2 separate regions of the Sus scrofa genome follow, and region 1 is linked to region 2. Evidence: chromatin contacts called from public targeted proximity ligation data. All regions are on one chromosome and are shown on one strand. The core of a region is the stretch at or near the end of the contact, and the rest is flanking DNA. Distances in the headings are between cores, read along the strand shown.

The links.
Region 1: a contact with region 2 is called in a targeted proximity ligation map of skeletal muscle. A contact is called at or near these places in 1 of 47 Hi-C or Micro-C datasets (epiblast stem cells) and 1 of 2 datasets of targeted methods (skeletal muscle).

Annotation. Positions count from the first base shown.
Region 1 is chr3:111,370,889-111,377,755 of Sscrofa11.1, forward strand. It overlaps RBKS (ribokinase), which reads left to right. Exons shown (of 8, transcript NM_001315776.1): 3 at 239-302; 4 at 1,514-1,576; 5 at 3,940-4,104. Among named protein-coding and RNA genes, the nearest start is that of TRNAE-UUC, 40 kb to the right of the region's middle.
Region 2 is chr3:110,981,966-110,988,564 of Sscrofa11.1, forward strand. The region is part of intron 10 of BABAM2 (BRCA1-A complex subunit BRE); the gene reads right to left. Among named protein-coding and RNA genes, the nearest start is that of FOSL2, 140 kb to the left of the region's middle.

The DNA of each region.
Region 1 (6,867 bases), core at 1,628-4,127, 390 kb after region 2:
AATGTGTGACAGTCATTAAAGGTTCCACATTGTAGGTGGGCTATAAATGAAACATTAATATATAACAATTCTTTGGGCTGAAATCAAGTCTAGCATCTTACATTAAGAAGGCTAATTAGTTAATGTTTATAAAGTACAGTGTAGATATGCCCTTTTAAAATGCTAAGTATTCTAAAGGCTACATTGTAGCATTTTACTAAATGTAAAAGATCTAACATTCATCATTTCTTTGGTACAGGTTGGCAAAGATTCCTTTGGCAATGATTATATAGAAAACTTAAAGCAGAATGATATTTCTACAGGTAAAATTTTTTCTTTCTTAAAGTTAGTTCTGATAACTTTCTTCTGGAATCTGGTTACAAGAAAAGTTGAACCTGGAATAGAATTATTAGATCCTCCCCTGGTGGCCAGAGAATTTTTACACACAGCTTTGTCTCATCTTGCTTAAATGTCCTTTGTTAATTCTCTCCCATACACTTCTCCAGATGGGAATAAAATGATAGGAGGTTAACAAACCTTCATCTCGTAGAAATGTTTCAAAAGCAGGGAACCAAAGAAATCAGGTGTTGCCTTCACAAAAGATATTTGAAGAAAAGTCACTGAATGTCATAGCCAGAAATGATCTTCAAAGCCATTGAGGCTGATACCATCATTTCACAAAAGAGAAAACTGAAGGCCAGACTGGGTCTGAATTTGTCTAAGAGCACATTGCTAGCTAGAATGCAGGTCTCTGGCTCCCATTCAAGGCTCTTTGCTGCTGCCAAAGGCTGATCGACCTCTCCATTTACACACCAGACCATAATTCTTGATAAGATGCAAAGCTTATGACGGAGTTCCCGTCGTGGCTCAGTGGCTAACAAATCCGACTGGGAACCATGAGGTTGCGGGTTCGATCCCCAGCCTTGCTCAGTGGGTTGAGGATCCAAGCGTTGCCGTGAGCTGTGGTGTAGGTTGCAGACGCGGCTCAGATCCCGCGTTGCTGTGGCTCTGGCGTAGGCTGGTGGCTACAGCTCCGATTCGACCCCTAGCCTGGAACCTCCATATGCCGTGGGTGCGGCCCTAGAAAAGGCAAAAAGACAAAAAAAAAAAAAAAAAAAAAAAGATGCAAAGCTTATGAAAATGAAAATCAAACAAGTTCATTTTACAAGTTTGACTTTTAATCTTTCATCTCAAGTCTGTCATTTCTTTCACCGAAGAAAAGAAATACAGTGGTCTAGAGAAATGCATATGTATACAACTGGGAAGAACTTGAAGGAAGGACTTAAGAGCGGGGGCGGTTTGCTGGGTTGCTACTCACGTAGAGAAAAGGCGCAACTAAGTGTGAAGACTTGTATTTTCCTCATTGTATAGGTGATGGGTATAAATTAGCACCAATTACTTCTTTCTTTTTTATCATCCCAGATGGTTAAAGGTTAAAAAGTTTTTCCAACGATTACTGGTGCAGTGAAATTGTTAACAGAGACTATCCTTGCCAGGCTGTACATACGTGATTGTAATTTTTTTCTTCTTTTAGAATTTACATATCAGACGGAAGATGCTGCGACAGGAACTGCTTCGATAATTGTCAATAATGAAGGTATGTGTTTCACATGTCGGAGTGTCATTTCCAGAACTGGAGCAGAAGCATCCATTTTCACCCGATCCCCATGGATCTCCTACCATACCCACCACTCCAAGGCCCAATGTGTGTTCTTTCCAGTCTAAATATATATGTTTCCCTTTATGCTTCCCAAGTTGATCATTCACATATGAAATTTTTCATCCAATAGTTTTCTCGAAATAATATTTATATCCTGTAGCTTCCCATTACCCTTCATGTGAACCTAGAATTGATATTTTGTCTCTAAAAGCAGCTAAGTAATCATCTGTCATTTCAGATACACTAGGTAAATAAATGTAAATAGATAGGTGCAAAAAAAAAGTTGATGAATCATATTTATAGAATATTTACTGAGCAAATGGCAGCAGCCAATTACTTCTAACTTCTCATTAGTGTTCAATTTTGTCTGCTCTTTAAACACCAATCAAATCTCAAAAGTCTATATATACAGCTCTGTCTGTCACAAGGCCTTGCAATAGTTGAAACATGTCTTTAAAAACAGTAACTTTCCTTTACCCTCAGGTAAAGTTTTCCTAATTTCTGTCAACTCTATTAACTCTAAAAACACTTCATAAGATTTTTTTTTTAATTAGAATTAATATTCAAAAGGACCAAGCAGGGGAGTTCCCATCGTGGCTCAGTGACTAATGAATCTGACTAGGAACCATGAGGTTGCGGGTTCGATCTCTGGCCTCGCTCAGTGGGTTAAGGATCCGGCGTTGCCGTGAGCTGTGGTGTAGGTCACAGTTGCAGCTCAGATCCCACATGGCTGTGGCTGTGGCATAGGCCGGTGTCTACAGTTCCAATTCAACCCCTAGCCTGGGAACCTCCATATGCCGTGGGAGACGCCCTAGAAATGGCCAAAAAAAAAAAAAAAAAAGAGTATAGACTGTAGTAGAAGAGTTATCACAAATACCCAGAGAGGCAACAATCAGCTTCTTTAAATGAGGAAATGAGTAGCAATTTTGACAAGTTAAATTCGAGGCATGAGTGAGCCAGTCATATGGCAGTGTCCACCTGACAGCTTCAGTCTTGGCCTTTGTCACTCATCAGCCAAGGCCAGGCCAGAAATGTCTATTCAGGAGTCAGCCACACAAAACAGCAGTTGACTCGAGCAGAGAGAATGAGGTCACTGAAGGAGAAAGGGAAGGAGAGGTGCTGTCTTTCAGGGTGTGGGTACTTTGAGCTTTTCCGGTACCGAGACTGGGTTCACGCTGACCCATCCCCACTTTGTTAAGTCCCCCTTGGCCAACAGACACATCTGTGGTAAGATGATAGGCCAGCATGTGTTCTGCATTCAGAGGTAATTTTAGGTCACATCTACACAGGATCAGCACGAGCAGCCTAAAGCACAGAAAAGACTCCTGCTACGCATCCTTCTAGGTCAGGCTGTCCAGTAGAAAATAATGCAAGCCGTGTCCATAATTTTCCATTTTCCATTAGCCACGTTCTTAAAAGCCAATAGAAATAGGCGAAATTCATCTTCATATGTTCACTCCATGTATCCAAAATATTTGCCTTTCAACATGTAATCTAAGTGTTCTACTCAGTCTTTGACATCTGCCATGTATGGTACCACTGTGGCACATCTCCCTGTGGATGAACCGCTCCAGGGCTCGGTGGCCACGTGTGGCTTGCTTCATGACGACCACATGGACAGTTCACCGACAGAAAAGGCACCACCACCCCTCCCCCACTAGGGGCGACTGTAGAGAGGGGGCACCCTCAGAGCGGTGAGTGTACAAGAGCCCATAGTCCTGCTTCTGTCGGATCTGGTACAGCATAGGCCAAAGATCACTCTCTTGCCTACCTTACATTATCTAGTACAGCTTTTCATCTGTTAGAGATTCTAAAATGTGTTTCCATTGACAGAATCACTCTTCAGAAGACCCAGGGTGCACACATGGACTGCCTACTACAGGGCATTAGTTTTTATCAGTAAGCAAGCTTATGCCTACTGATACTCATCATTATAACATCTGTCATTTAGGTTTCAGAATCTTTGCCACATACGTCATACCAACCACGTCCCATAAAAGAAAACTGACATGTGTAATATATAATTTATTAGCTAATATTCTTTGTATTTAAGAATATTGATAAGGGAAATCATTTTTTTTTTTTACATTTTGCTCAGAATGACCAGAATAATAAGAACCCTACAGAGATGTAAAAGAAGACACATTAGGAATATGATATTTAACCTGAATGTCAGATATGTTAAAATTAATACAGCACATTTTGTAGAATGACTTTCTAAGGGTGGTGGTAACATTGCAAGATACTGTTGTTTGGTTTTGCTTGATTTTTTGGTATAAATATGTGGAAATTCTTTATAGGCCAGAATATCATCGTTATAGTGGCTGGAGCAAATTTACTTTTGAATACTGAAGACCTGAGGGAAGCAGCCAGTACCATCAGCAGAGCCAAAGTAATGATCTGCCAGCTAGAAGTAACTCCAGCAACTTCTTTGGAAGCCCTGACAATAGCCCACAGCAATGGAGGTAACTTTACACATTTGTCGTTCTTTCTATAAAAGCTTTTATCACTGTCTCAATGAAAGGTAACCTTGCAAGTTTAGCAAAGCCATCCTTCTTCTGCAGCAAAATATTCTTTCTCCCATCTCTGAGTAGCACTTCTGATGTCCTGAAATCTAAGTCTCCAATCTAGTTAGCAGAAATACGCCAAGTCGTGTCTAGCCTCTCTGAAGCAGCCCATTATCCAGCATATACTCTAAGTATCCTGCCATTAAGTCACTCTGATGACTGCCATTCTGAGAGGCAGAGGTTAAGCTGCAGGTCATGTATAATCACTGCCCAGGTACATTTGGATAAACATCTCAAGGAACTGAAGATCAGTTCTTTCTTCTTTTTGTAAAACTTTATCATCTTTTCTGTTAAGCCACAAAAGATTATTTATATGCAGTATTTTCTATGTTGTCAAGGTCCTTGAAGCAGCTCTTTTTGTTTTGTTTGATCTTTCACTTTGGAAATTTCCAAACACCCAGAAGCAGGCACAATTTATAAGGAAACCCATCACCCAGCTGCAACAATCGTCAACTCGTAGCTAATCTTGCTTCATCTCCTCTCCCACCCACTCCCCTTCCCTCACCCCCGGCATATAACAAACTTTTACAAAATCCAGATAGTTTCTTTCCATTTTCTTCTCTTTCTCCTCTGACTAGTAGGGAAAGCATCTTCCAAGATAGAACCCCATTTCTGTTCCTTGTTAGCACTGTGGTCTTAGCAGAATTATCTCATTTTTTCTGAGCCTTGCCTATACATATAGAAACACTCCCCTACAGAATTGTTCTAAGAATGAAATAAAATCAAATATGACCCCAAGGATGGTGTGGTACTTCTCAGGACACCAATTTCCTTCTCTCACTTCTTTTTTTTTTTTTTTTTTTTTTTTTTTTGGTCTTTTGTCTTTTTAGGGACGCACCTGTGGCACATGGAGCTTCCCAGGCTAGGGGTCGAATCGGAGCTGTAGCCACCAGCCTACACCACAGCGATAGCAACCAGGATCCGAGCCGCATCTGCGACCTACACCACAGCTCACGGCAATGCCGGATCCTTAACCCACTGAGCGAGGCCAGGGATCGAACCCGCCACCTCATGGTTCCTAGTCGGATTTGTTTCCACTGTGCCACGGCCAGGAACTCCTCACTTCTCCCTTTAAATTAAAATGAGGATAATATCCTCATCCTAGCACCCGCTGGTCCAAAAAATCAAAATAAAAAGTGGCCACTCTAAGACAATGGCTTCTTCTTGAACCTGTGACCATAGTTCTGTGATTATACTAAGAAGAAAATAGGGAAAGGACCACGTTGACTTTTCCAGATAAAACTTTCTCATCAAGATCCAAAACTAAAAAGGAAAAAGAACAGTAAGTGTGAATGTGTGTGTGTGTGTGTGTCTGTGTTTATAAAAGTGATTTCTCCCCAAGTGTATCGTGTTCTACACAGCAATAAATGGAAAACAAGTTACAGAAACAATTTGGTGGAGAATGTTAAAATGTATGTCCTGATTTCACAAATTTCCTCTTGGCAAAACAACATGCTATGGCAAATTCTCCCTGACATTTAATGTATTTTTAATGGACCAGAAGCTGTCGGAAAGAATTCTAAGCCAAAACCCCTGTGGTTTCATTTTCTCAGGGTGTCACAGATAAGGGCCAAGGCTTATGGTGAGCATTCTCTGCCCGGCACGCATCTTAATTTGGTGACATGCATATAACCTGCCACGTCACGCATGTGCCTGTCTTTTCCTTGTGTGGGTCAAAGCCTGTTCTCATGTGACTTCTCTTTTTTTCCCTCCTGCCCCCTGCTTCTCAGAGATGACTGCTCCTCTGTCCTAGTCTAATAGCCTGTTACCTCTCAGCTTGGGGAGGAGAGAAAGGTTGCAACAACCGCAGTTGAGGAGCTAACTTTTCACAGGTGAGGCCAGAGCTGTCGGGCTGGGCAGGCAGCCTGACTCGGGCTGGCCTCTGGGTGGGGCCCAGCAATGCTTCCGCTGTCACCTGCCAGGCCGTTCTTCCGGTTGAGGAGCTAGCGGACCTGGGGCATCAGGAATGGGCGGGGGTAGGTGAAGGTGGGCAAAGACCACCTCGCCCACTCCCATTTTTCCTGAGAGCTGGCATGCCTAAGTATGAATGCTGCATGATCTATCCGGTAGGGTAATATTGCACGTAGTGACATCTGCACTTCTATGTCCTTTACTGCTCACAGAGCCCTTTCCTACACATATTTGATCCTCAGAAGGACCTTGTGACATAGATACGGCAGGCATTACTCTCCCACATTGGAGGGGAGGCCACAGAGAGGATAAGTAATTAGCCAAATCAAGGTCAGTGTAGAAACGAGGATTCGGACTCCAGGACCCTGATTCTGTGTCCTAGAGCAGACTTTACACAAGCTGCCACATCCCATGGATTTTCAGCAACTCAGCCTTTATGAAGACTCTCTCTAGAAAAGCGAAATCCATGAATTGTAGCACTGCCCAACAGGCAGCCTAAGCAGTGTTATTACTGCTCAGGTCAGAGACAAACCCTAGAGTGTGTTCAGCCCATGTCCCTACCTGCCCCCATAACCCACAAACACTCAAACACCCCTGTGCACATGCACCTCTGTCTAAAACTCGGCTGCTCCCATTCGATAGTTCCCAGGCAGACGCTGCTTCGACTCTGTGCTATGAGCAGTGTGCCCGTGTGTGTTTGAATTTAATGCATCTTCATTCTCAGCTGAGAGAAACGTAGCACAGTGAAAA
Region 2 (6,599 bases), core at 3,641-6,140:
TTTCAATGAATTAGGTGTCTTCTTAGGTTACAATTTGTTCATTTCAAAGCAGCTGCATTTGTTTGTTAAGTCAAAATCACTGAATTTTCATGACCCTTCTTTAATTAGATAAACTCATTGTAGCAACTACTCCAATCTAATAATTATGATTGAAAAGAATAATATATGTAAAAGCGTATGCAGGGAAAAAAAACCTGCCGCATGGCACAGCGTATCTGATTTATAATCTCTTTCCTTACAAGAAGTCCTCTAAGGTCTTTGAAAAGGTGAGACACAAGGTATCAGAATGAAAAGAATATTCCAATGAAGATGAATGAAATGAATTCTTAGCCCAGGGTCAGAAGTTACAAAAAAAGACTTTCTGGAAGTAGACTCTCAACACGAAGCAGAAGTTTCAAGTTGAATCAAAACAGTGACAGTGGTTGCTGCAGGACTGGAGCCATTTGAGTCGTAAACGGTGAAGAGGGCGTGTTTGTGTGTGTAATCAAAAGATGAAAACCACTTGGCCTAGCAGAGCTAACCACGTTCAAGGAAGTCCAGGATAAAAATTAACCAAAATGTTTAAAGTATCTAAAAGACCCAGGAGTTCTCACAATCAAAGCAAAAAGGCATTCTGCATTAGAAAATAGATTTTCTTTTATCTTTTTCCATATTTCAAAGTCATTTGGAATCATACAGAGAACTGACCGGTTTCACTTTTTGTTCATAACCAATTTTAGTTCCTGCTGCTCTGGTCGTTATTACTATCATAAAAATGATGAAAGGAAGTCACAAAGCTTTATGTATGCCTGATCTGAGGTAAACATATTCATTCTAAAACAATAGTCCAGTTTTTGTAGGTTTCGTTTGAAATGAATTCTAATACTTATCCTTGTGGTCCTAATTGCAATCATTTTGTTGACTCTGATTTACTCTTCAAATCTATTTATTTATTTAAAAATATGATCTGTATCCAAAAAAGTAAGTAGGTTTGGGAAACCGCACAGTTTTGGTTTGACAGAATTATCTAGGAGCCATCTTGCTTGTTGCTGCCAAATCTTCTACAAGACATTGTTTCTGTGGCAAAGAGATGAGTTCACACCACCCTGCACAGGAGTTGAGTGGCCTTGATAGCTTTGCTTTGAGTGGGGAAACGACAGTGATACATCAATGCAAATAATTTCCTTGGTTACACTAGCAATCACACAGCCTACACAATCAGAGACTGGAAGGGGCATTTTCAACAATAAACAGAAGCCTCTGATTTTTTCTTAAACTTTCAAACGCGGTCCTGATTTCCAGCTTATTGGCCTTGATTACAGGCCTATGAGGAAAGAATTATTTAAATGACTAGCAGAATTAGCTTGCAGTTGTCAATTTCCTCTAGCTTAAAAAAATCTCTTAGCAGAAACTGAGCTCTCTGTAAAGCAAAATAACTGTTTCCTGGACTTAATGTAAGCGTAAAGCTAATGAACGGATGAATAAATGGAAAGAGAGGCAGATAAGGACAAATACCAAAAGAAGAATATTAAGAAATCTGCATGAAATTTACTTATTTAAAATAAAGAAAAAAATCAGAATAAGAAACCCATCATCTGCTAGACCAAATAAACTCTACCACCTCCCTCTGCCTTCACAACAACTATGAAATAGAATAACACAGCAATTAAAGTCCTACTAAGACCTACTAGAAAAAAGGCACAGAGCAAAATACAAAGCAAATTCTTTTCTTTTCATTCCTTTTGAAATTATAAGATTGTGTATAGTAAGAACAGAAAAAGCTTTATTGTTGTATTTACATTTTAACATACATAGCTGCAATATATGAGACAATAACAAGCACAAACAATGGAGAGGAAAGGGAGCAAAAGCTTAATTTTATCAGAATTAAGTCACTTTTTTTTTTTTTTTTGCCTTTTCTAGGGCTGCTCCTGCGGCACATGGAGGTTCCCAGGCTAGGGGTCCAATCAGAGCTGCAGCTGCTGGCCTACGCCAGAGCCACAGCAACTCAGGATCCGAACCACGTCTGTGACCTACACCACAGCTCACGGCAACGCCAGATCCTTAACTACTGAGCAAGGCAGGGACCGAACCTGCAACCTCATGGTTCCTAGTCGGAATCGTTAACCACTGCGCCACGACAGGAACTCCAGAATTGAGTCACTATTAATGTGAAGTAGACTGTGTTAAGCTAAAGATACACACTGCGACCTCTAGAACAAACGACTAAGAAAATAACTCAAAAAAGCCAGCTATCACAGGAGAAATTAACACAACATTGTAAATTGACTATACGTCAATTTTAAAAATTAAAAAAATTCCATGCAAAAAAGGTAGCTAAAAATAGCCAAAAATAAAGATGCTACACCGAAGACTTTTGTTTGACCCAAAATAAAGCAATAAAAGAAGCACAAAAAAGGAATGAGACAAACAGAAAACAAATATAAAAACGGCAAACCCGAATCCAACCATACCAATAATTACACTAAATGTCAATGGATTAAGCTCTAATAAAACCACAGAGACTTTTTTTTTTTTTTTTTTTTTGTCTTTTTGCCATTTCTTGGGCCGCTCCCACGGCATATGGAGGTTCCCAGGCTAGGGGTCGAATTGGAGCCGTAGCCACCGGCCTACACCAGAGCCACAGCAACGCGGGATCCGAGCCACATCTGCGACCTACACCACGGCTCACGGCAACGCCAGATCATTAACCCACTGAGCAAGGGCAGGGACCGAACCCGCAACCTCATGGTTCCTAGTCGGATTCGTTAACCACTGCGCTATGACGGGAACTGCCACAGAGACTGTTTAAATGTATACAAAAGCAAAACCCAACCATATGCCATCTACGAGAGACACATTTAGATGTAAAGGCAAAAAACCAAAAAGAAAAACCCAAAAGAAAAACAACCGTGGGATGGAAAAGGTATACCAAACAAACAGCAGACATAATAGAGCTGGGATGGGTTATTAGTATCAGATGACATAGACTTTAAGACAAAAACATGTCCCTAGAGACAAAGAGGAACATTCCACAATGATAAAAGGACCAATACATCAGGAAGATGTAACAATTATCAATGTACATGTACCTAAGAACAAAACCACTAGAATTGAAAGGAGAAATAGCCCTTCCTGCATTCGTTAGGAGTAGCTACCTTGCTTAACCACAGGCCTTCCCCAGTTCCGGCCAGGAAACCCTTTCCTATGGCTACAGCTCTAGCTCTTTCCAGCTACTGGTAACCACACTCTCCTCTTGTCCCTGCAGCCCTAGGGGAGATAACGACTCTGCTGCTCTGACCATCCCTTTTGGTTTTCTCAGGTCTGTCCACACCTTTGAATTCTTCCTAGTTACCTGTGTGATGTGCCACCTGTTTTCCGATGGACCTTGACCTGGACCCAAACTCCTTGCCTTGATTTTAAAAAGAGACTAGCAGAGGAGTTCCCATCGTGGCGCAGCGGAAACGAATCTGACTAGGAACCATGAGGTTGTGGGTTCAATCCCTGGCCTTGCTCAGTGGGTTAAGGATCCGGTGTTGCCGTGAGCTGTGGTGTAGGTTGAAGACACAGCTCGGATCCCGAGTTGCTGTGGCTCTGGCGTAGGCCTGTGGCTACCGCTCTGATTCGACCCTAGCCTGGGAACCTCCATATGCCGCTGGTGCGGCCCTAGAAAAGGCAAAAAAACAAAAATAATAACAATAATAATAAAAGAATAAATAAATAATAAAAAGAGAGTAGTAGATACTCACTAACATCCATTCTCTTTCTCACTCAAAAGAAGTCTGATTTTTAGCTGGGCATTTGCTGCCCCAGCTAAAGCACCACTTTCCCCAGTCTGCCCTGGCTCACATGCTGAGGCCCTATGAACTATGAACTAAGTTCTAGAACCAGCACATGTAATTCAAAATGGTGCATGAGACTTCCTGAAAGTCTCAGTAAGTGAGGAGGTTTGTACCTGCCTTCTATCTTGTTTCAATTCTGCCACTTGGATTATGGATGTGAAGGCTGGAAATCCAACAGCTTTCTGGGACAATAAGCCAGAAAGCCACACCCAAGGAATGATGGCGTATAAAGCTTGAAGGAATCTGGGTCCTACATGACCTTTGGCCCTGTCATTTCAGCCGTGGACTGCTCACTTATACACAAGAAAGAAATACAATTCCATCTTGCTTAAACCATCGTTTTTCAAGCATCTATTCCTACTTCATCATGATAACACATGGTCTGTGCGGCACTATCGCATCTGCCCTGACTCCCTTTCTTTTTTTAAAAATTTGTTTAATTAATTAATGAATTAATTAATTTGTCCTTTTAGGGCTTACCTGCAGCATATGGAAGTCCCCAGGCTAGGGGTTGAATTGGAGCTGCAGCCACAAACCTACACCACAGCCATAGCAACTCCAGATCCAAGCTGCCTCTGTGACCTACACCACAGCTCATGGCAACGCCAGATCCTTAACCCACTGAGTGAGGCCAGGGATCAAACCCATGTCCTCATGGATACTAGTCAGATTTGTTACTGCTGAGCCCGACAGAAACTCTCAGGAGGGCGTCTCTTTCTATTTCTTTCTCATATATATATAACAGTGAAGTTCTCTCTGTGTCACATATCACTTTGTGCCTTGCAAACAGTAAGCAAGTTCATAAAATATTTGTTTAAAAAATGCATTTCATTGTTCTTCAGCTTTTTCTCATCAACTAGACCAAGGGTTGGCAAACTTCTTTTGTAAACAGCCAGAGAGTAAATATTTTAGGCGTTACCATTTTTGTTACATATTCTTCTTCTTCTTTTTTTCCCCTAACAACCCTTTACAAACAGAAAAACCATTCTGAGCTCAAGGGCCATATAAAAATAGGCTGAGGGTGGAGTTTGGCCCATAGGCTGTAACCAGCTGACCCTTGTGTGAGGCTCTAAGTGTCTTAAGGTCAAGTTTTGTTATTTACTTATATCCCCGGGGACCTAGCACAGTACTGAGTACACAGCATGTTCTCAGTAAACTCAGTACCCAGTTAAATTGGGTTAAATTGATTGGATTACGGGTAGAGAAGAGAAAAAAATGAAATGGAACAGCTAAAGTGGTCAGATTTGGTCTAACTTTTCTTTTTTAGGGCTGTACCTGTGGCATGTGGAAATTCCTGGGCCAGGGGTTGAGTATGAGCTGCAGCTGCCAGCCTACGCCACAGCCACACTGGATCTGAGCCGCATCCATGACTGCAGCTTGCAGCAACACCGGATCCTTAACCCCCTGAGCGAGGCCAGGGATCAGACCCCATCCTCACGGACTCTGTGTTCGGTTGGTTCTTAACCTGCTGAGCCACAACGGGAACTCCTGATCTAATAGTTATTTTGCTGGGGGGAGAAAGCCGACGGTCCAGGGAGGATGACTCAAAGGTCATTTACTAAGGAGATACAGGAAATGGGAAAACACAGCTTCTCATTCGTCCCGATCGCAATACCTTCCACTTCCAAGCAGTAGTGCTGTGACCTTACGCTGCTGCCCTCCTTACGGTGGGGCTAACTGGGGCCCATGAAAAAGAGCCAGTTTCCCCTGGTGGCTGCCTTCGTTCCGTGCCTCGCTATCTGGTTCTCTTGTCCCCTGGCATTCCAAAAAGCTGCTGGCCTAAAGACGGCATCTCCCTCCAGAGGTGAAAACAGCCTGGCAAATACAGAGTTACCCACATAACCACTGCAAACAATTCTTAGATGATGGCCAGGAAACCTTCCCCATAACAGTTTCTAAATGGGGGCAAATCCCTGATTCTGCGGTGGTTCCAAAGGTTGCAACATGTTGACATGGACGAAGGAAGGAGAGAAGGAATAAATGGAGGAAAAGACTCCATGGCCACCGTCACGGCCGCAGCTCCCACACCTGGGACTGCCAGCATGCCAGGAAGTTGCAGTGTCTCCCGAGAGATCCAGAATATGTTCAACGCTTCCCCTAGGGCACTCCTGCTTCCGCACACTCTGGCAAAGTCTGAGGTCAGAGCCACTGGCCTCAGGGAACCGTGCTTCTTCCGTGTAGCCTCCCCAGTGCTCGGAGTGACCGCCAGCACCTGCCCTCTGGTCTTCCAGGGCCTGGGCAGAGTGGAGGGCTGGGGACAGCAGAGATGTTATTTGGGGTCCTGCCAGGTCTTCCATCTCCAAGGAGCGGGGAGCCAGCCACAGACGTCTGGCTCCAGCTCCTCCTTCGTCCTTTTTTATGTTCCTGCGATCTCAGAATCAGGCACTGCGATGTTCTAACCTTAAGACTCTCCACCCCAGAGTCATCGCCCCATCTTCAGGGAAAGAAGAAAGGGAACGAGAAGTCTCTTGTGGGTTGTGACCAAGCAAAGAGATGCTTCCGAGAGAAGGTAAGTACCAGATGCTGAACTGCATGATTGAATACACGTACTACTGCCGCAAACTTCTCTCGGATGTGGCCAGTCCTACAGTGTCGACGTTAGAAAGAAGCAAAAGGGTGGAAACAGTTTATTTAAAGTCAGGCCGTGAGTAATGATGGGGCAGGAGACAGCATCAAAGTCCCTTGATTCACAGACAAGGTCTTATCTGCCAAAGGGCCCAGAGTGTGGGCAGTGATGCTCAGAGACAAGGAACAAACAGCCTGGGGAGGGAAGGAGTA